Linked DNA regions of Mus musculus: region 1 is linked to region 2. A link is a contact called in public HiChIP or PLAC-seq data. All regions are on one chromosome and are shown on one strand. Each heading gives the region's core, a stretch centred on a gene start, on an enhancer-like site or on the middle of the called end of the contact. The rest is flanking DNA. Distances are from core to core; before and after follow the strand shown. Region 1 holds the start of Mylk3 (myosin light chain kinase 3). Region 2 overlaps Mylk3 (myosin light chain kinase 3).

Region 1 (3,008 bases), core at 315-2,814, 36 kb after region 2:
CCTGTTCTCAAATGCTTATATAGTTACAGAGTGCAGTTAATTCTATTATTCTATAAATACCTTTTATAAATAAAAAAAGGGAAAGGTGTAAAACAAAATAGGAAAGTTCATGAACAGGCAGTTCACTGAAAATGTAAAAGGTTTTAAACCATATTCCATCCGTTAGTAGTCTGTCACCTTCTGTTCTTACATGAAAGTAGTTACTAAAGGCTGCTGTCTGCAGTACTAGGAAACCGAGAGCACCGTGCCCAGCCTCCCGTGAAGAGCAGGTCATGTAAAAACTATAAGGAAATGTGCTTTTGCTTTGTGCTTAGTTTCTGTTTTAAGGAAACAGGGGTTGGAACTAATGATCCAGGATTCATAAAATTTATGTAAATTATTTATAAAAGAAATTATTAACAATGTTCAAAGCCTTGAGGATGTAGCTTTAGTAACTACAAGACTGGGTTCAGGCTCTCTAGTCGGGAGAAGGAAAAAATGAAAAGGGAAATAGAGGAAAGAAGTTAGAATGATGTGAATCCTCAGACAAAGAGAGAGAGCACTTGACCCGACAGCTCTACAAGTCATTAAATCAGCACCGCTCCCCATTCCCTCTTTCTCCTCTCCTTCCTCTCCCTGAGCTCAGACCTCAGCACTCTCACAGCTAGTTTGTCCCTCATGTCTCGGTCGGTTGCCTGGAGTTGCCCAAGGATCCATTCTGACTGGATCACCACCTCATTCTTTTTGTTTTTGAAGAGAGTGGGGATCACTGGACTATGTGGAAATCCATCTATGGTCTTTAAATTTCCACCTTTCATTTCCTCTACAACAAGACACAGAATACACAAGGAAACACTGTCTCCAGCTCTCCTAAGAACCATTTCCTGTCCCAGTTCCCCATCAGGGTCTCCGGAAACCACTCCAGCCAGGTCAGGGAATCCAGAACCAACCTCCTCCGGGCCATCGGCCAGACTGCCTTTTCTCCCGGGCACGGTTCCTTGCATGATGAAATCAGCCACCTTGGAATTCTGGAATGTGGACCCTACCAAAGTAATAGCCCTGTCCACAGCCACCACCATCTTGAAGAGGGCTTCGAGCCTGGCACCATGCTGGGCACCCTCCTGCCGCACAGCCCTCACCAGCTCCAGGACCTCAGGCCATGCGGCCTGAGCCGTGGTTGGGGGAGTGCTGCCAGACCCTGCCAGACTCAACTCCCGGGAGGCCTCCAGCCGATGCAGATCTTGTTCCAGGTGATCCATGCCTTGGCACACACACTGCAGCTTCTCTGTGACATCTTCTTGGAAATGCAAGAGTCTGTCGACCTTCTCAGTCAGCACATTAAGTTTTTTGTCCATGGTGGCTAAGCAGGCTCCGCCCAATGCTGGCAGACCCTGGGGGGCCAGACCCTCTGGGTCCTCCTCTGAAACTCCTGACATCCCAATTCGGGTTTGCTAAGGACAAAGGCAAGGAACCTGCAGCACCACGGATCTGCGGATCTGCCTTTCACTTTGGTGCTAACATCTGGAAGGCCATTGTCCTCCGCTGGTAAGAGCCTTGCTGCAGAGCCTCAGCCTGCCCTCCTGACTGAGCTGTTTGGGGGAACGGAGAGGGCCAAGTTCTCTGTGTTTCTGCCTTGTCTATCTCGCACTCAGCCACTGAGAGAGTGACAGGCTGAGTTTGGCCCAGGCCCTTCTCCTGGGGCCTCTTTGACATCATGGTAACAATTAACATTCCTCTTTAAGAGGCTGCTGACTGCAGATATTTTAAGAGTCTGCCCAGAGAAGGCTGGGGCTCATATAGTTCTTGCTAAAGAATGGAAGAAAAATGTCTTTTAACATGCAAACAGGGAAGGGGAATCCATGAGACCCAACCCTTAAACAAAGAACTGGAGACAACCAAGGAAAGCTGAGAATTAGTCTTCCCCAGGGATGAGCCCTAATTGGTTATCCCATACCAAGTGGTCGGCCCTGAAATAATATGCATACAACTAACGCTAAATAAACCAGTAAATTGTATTTATAGATTTATGTGTTTTTATACATATAATAATAACAATAAAGAAAACGAATTTGAGAGGAACTGAGAGGGATTGGATGGAGGAAAAAGAAAAGGGAAATTATATAATTGCAATTTAATTTAAAAGAAAAATAACAGGGTGCTGTTGGTGCACGCCTTTAATCCTAGCAATTGAGAGGTAGAGGCAGGCTGATTTCTGGGAGTTAGAGGCTAGCCTGGTCTAACAGAGAGAATTTCAGGACAGCCAGGGCTATACAGAGAAACCCTGTTTTGAAAACAAACAAACAAAATAGAATAGAATAAAATGCAGAAAAACATGTCCTCATTTACATACAAATTCACTTTGATCTCTAAAAAAGGATAAAAGTATGCATACTAACAAACTGTCTTAAAGTAAACTCCTCTGTGATTTATTATCCCTACGGGAGCATCTCCTCAGCTAGACTATGCAAAGGGGTTTTCAGAACTCCAGGCGCTGAGGAGACGGAATCCCACAGCCACACACACATTTAATTCCCAACACAAGGCAAGACGAAGGCAGAGTAACCTATGAAGCCCCGCCATCGAGCTCGGCCTTTAACCATCATGAAATGTTAATGTGTCTGCAAACTAAAAATGAGCTTTCTGTTGCTGTTCCCTGTTTGGATGGTCCATGATACGTGGATTTGGACTGCCTGTGGGGAAAGTCTACAGCTCATGCCTCTAGCAAACATGCTCGTGGGACCCCTACCTAAACACAGATCTGAGAAACAACAATCTAGCGTACTCACGAAATGCAACCCCACAAGTCATGTTCCTTTAAAAAAAAATACCCTCTGCCGACATATACCAGCGACCTCCTGGCTCCCTGTAATGATGATAATGAACAAATCAGACAACAGTGTCTCAGGTTCCAAGCTCTCTAGTGTCACAGAGAACAAGGAGGCCTGTGTTTCTGTGCTTTTCAAACACTTCAAAAATACTGTGCTTGAGTCAGACTCTTACAGAAGCATCAGCACCTGAGGTGGACACAT
Region 2 (2,700 bases), core at 49-2,548:
GATGAACTGTTATACAGAACTGTGAATGAAATAAACCCTTTCCTCCCCGTGTTGCTTTTGGTCATGGTGTCTCATCACAGCAGAAGTCACCCTAAGACTTTGCTGAAGTCTAAGAATGCCTTTGTGACCAAGAAATGAAGTACTCAGACCTGTATTCCAAGGGTGATATCTACATACCTCAACTTTTTTCAACATTAGCTTATTATAAGTGGTAACATGGAAATAAAACTCATTTGTGATATAACTCTTCTAAGACTCTGCTGTCTAGCTGCTGCTCATTTTAATATTCCAAGCAAGTAAAAGACTAAGAAATTTCTCAGGAAGAAAGAATTCAGCATACTAGCTCAGCACGCAGATCAGGGCCCATTATAATGGCCACTGAATGACCAGCAAGTAAAAATACCTCTTCTCTTTGACCAGTAACCGGGAAACAAAGTCCTTGGCTTCCTCCGACAGCCCTTTGAAGGTATCAGCATCGAAATCCCAGCTGCAGTTCACAATAAAATTCATGGTCTCTGCATCTGTCTCCCCTAGAAATGGGGACAAACCACTGAGTCTATGGAGAAGAGAAAGGACCATGAGTATATCACAAGCTCAGTGTATCACAAGCTCGACTTCTGTAACTGCTCCATTGCATAAATTGGCTTCGCATGTTCTCATGAAGGTGGGAGATGGGGGAGAGGACATTCTGAACAATCTCCTATCTCATGCAGCTCTTTCCTTATCTCTACAGCAATGGCTCTCAGCCTTCCTAATGCCACCATTTAATAGTTGCTCATGTTGTAGTGACCCAACCATAAAATTATTTTCATTGTTATTTCATAACTGTAATTTCACTACTGGTATGAATTATAATGTAAATATCTGTGTTTTCTGATGGTCTTAGGTGACCCCTGGGAAAGGGTTATTCCACCCCCAAAAGGGGTCAAAACCCACAGGTTGAGAACCACTGCTCTAGAGTAACTGTAAAGTGTATTCTAACACAATGTGTCCACTAATCAGGTCTGTATTTATTGACTTTTGCTGTTGTTTGAGACAGGATTCTCGTGCCGGGCGGTGGTGGCGCACGCCTTTAATCCTAGCACTTGGGAGGCAGAGGCAGGCGGATTTCTGAGTTCGAGGCCAGCCTGGTCTACAAAGGGAGTTCCAGGACAGCCAGGGCTACACAGAGAAACCCTGTCTCGAAAAACCAAAAAAAAAAAAAAAAAAGAAAAAAGAAAAGAGACAGGATTCTCTAGTTATCCCTGGGTGTGCTGAAACTCACTATTATGACATACCAGGCTGGACTTGAACTCAGAGAGATCCTTGGGCCTCTGCCTCCTGAGTGTTTGGGATTAAAGGCACCAGCCACCATGTTCAAACAGCTTTCTATTTCTCTGATTCAGGCTCTAATAGATACTATTGTCCTTGAAGCCCATGAAATATTAGCTTTACTGGGCTCAGGCTAAGGCAGAGAGGCAAGATAACCTAGCTGACTGACTAAGGCTTTAAACTTTCCCTGCAGGATACAGCCAACACAAAGCCTTTTGTAGTCCCTGGGGGCCATCAAAGAAAGCTTAGCTAAGCATGGGTGTGTGTGAGCCAAAAGCAGCATTCCTCTGTGGTTTCCACTTCAAGTTCCTTGAGTTCCTGCCCTGTCCCCCCCCCCCCCCCAGTGTTGGTAGTATCTGAACCTCTGACCGCTCCTAAGTTGCTTCCATCCAAGTCTTATTACAGCAACAAGAATGAAACTAGAACAGGCTTAAGAAAATAGCTCAGGAAATCCAGTCAGAGAGAGAAAAGGAGCCACTCTTTGACATAACCACACAACACTGTTAATGTACCTCTTCTCTGACTGGTACCCAGTACCTGCATCTCTTTGCTTGATGTCTTTCCAACTGAAGCTTGTTTTTTATCACCCCGAAATATCAGGAAATTGACTCAGGCCCCACACTTAAGAACAACCCACAAAGAAGAAAGAACTGCTAGGAACCAACTCTTTCACCCCTCTGATAAAAATGCTCTGAGGGATGTTCTGCAATGGATTCCAGAGTTTCCCAGCCTGGTACATGTGTATTTCCTTTCTGTGCTATAAACAAGTCTTTCTCAATTTTGGGGCTCCTCCCAGCACTTCTCATCCTGACCTCAACCCTAAACCTTCCCCTCCCAGGGTCTTGGCTTCTCTTCCCTATGTAACTCAGCCATTTTGACTGCATGTTCTCTTGACTGTCTTTGTTGCCATGTGCTTTCTTGGTCTCTTGGCTTGCTCTTAGCCTCTTGGTCTTTGGCTTCTCCCTTGGTCCACTTGCCCCCCCCCCATTCCTCTTTTGCCTCCCCACCCCTATTCATGGTCTAGTTCAGTCTGGACTCTTCCAGATGCCTCTGGCTGTGCTCTACCTCATATCTGCAATAAAACCTTCTCAACTATACTTAGGAGCAGACATGTCCCCATTTTCATTCATCTGATGCTGAAACCACAGGATTGGTATAAATGAGCTCCCTTCCAAGAACTTGGCCTCTTCCAACCAAGCTGCTGATTTGACTCTCCTGAGATCATTTGCTACCACCTACCATATCTGACTCCAAATTCTAGAGTCCACCCCCTCAGCTGTTTCTTCCCTCCACCTGCTCCAACTGTATCTGCTTCCTTGCCTACTCTGTAAGTATCCTTTTTTCTGGCTTGGAGTCTCCTACACTCTCTGGCATGCCCACCACATGGGC

What was found. HiChIP or PLAC-seq counts read pairs in DNA pulled down with a chosen protein or histone mark.
Region 1: a contact with region 2 is called in an H3K27ac HiChIP or PLAC-seq map of embryonic fibroblasts, with 12 read pairs. The contact joins the promoter of Mylk3 here to the enhancer-like site in region 2. A contact is called at or near these places in 1 of 39 promoter capture datasets (erythroid cells), 1 of 484 Hi-C or Micro-C datasets (cardiomyocytes), 3 of 115 datasets of contacts at active chromatin or transcription factors (embryonic fibroblasts and embryonic stem cells) and 2 of 9 other capture datasets (adipose tissue and embryonic stem cells).

The regions. Positions count from the first base shown.
Region 1 is chr8:85,363,760-85,366,767 of GRCm38.p6, forward strand. Mylk3 (myosin light chain kinase 3) reads right to left here and starts at 1,565. Exons shown (of 13, transcript NM_175441.5): 1 at 930-1,565. The coding sequence starts at 1,415.
Region 2 is chr8:85,328,128-85,330,827 of GRCm38.p6, forward strand. It overlaps Mylk3 (myosin light chain kinase 3), which reads right to left. Exons shown (of 13, transcript NM_175441.5): 11 at 404-556. Among named protein-coding and RNA genes, the nearest start is that of Gm22336, 14 kb to the left of the region's middle. Within about 2 kb of position 1,299, at least 29 of the 459 cell types and tissues checked have an H3K27ac peak or open chromatin away from gene starts, as enhancers often do. A contact at or near this core is called in embryonic fibroblasts, where this site is marked.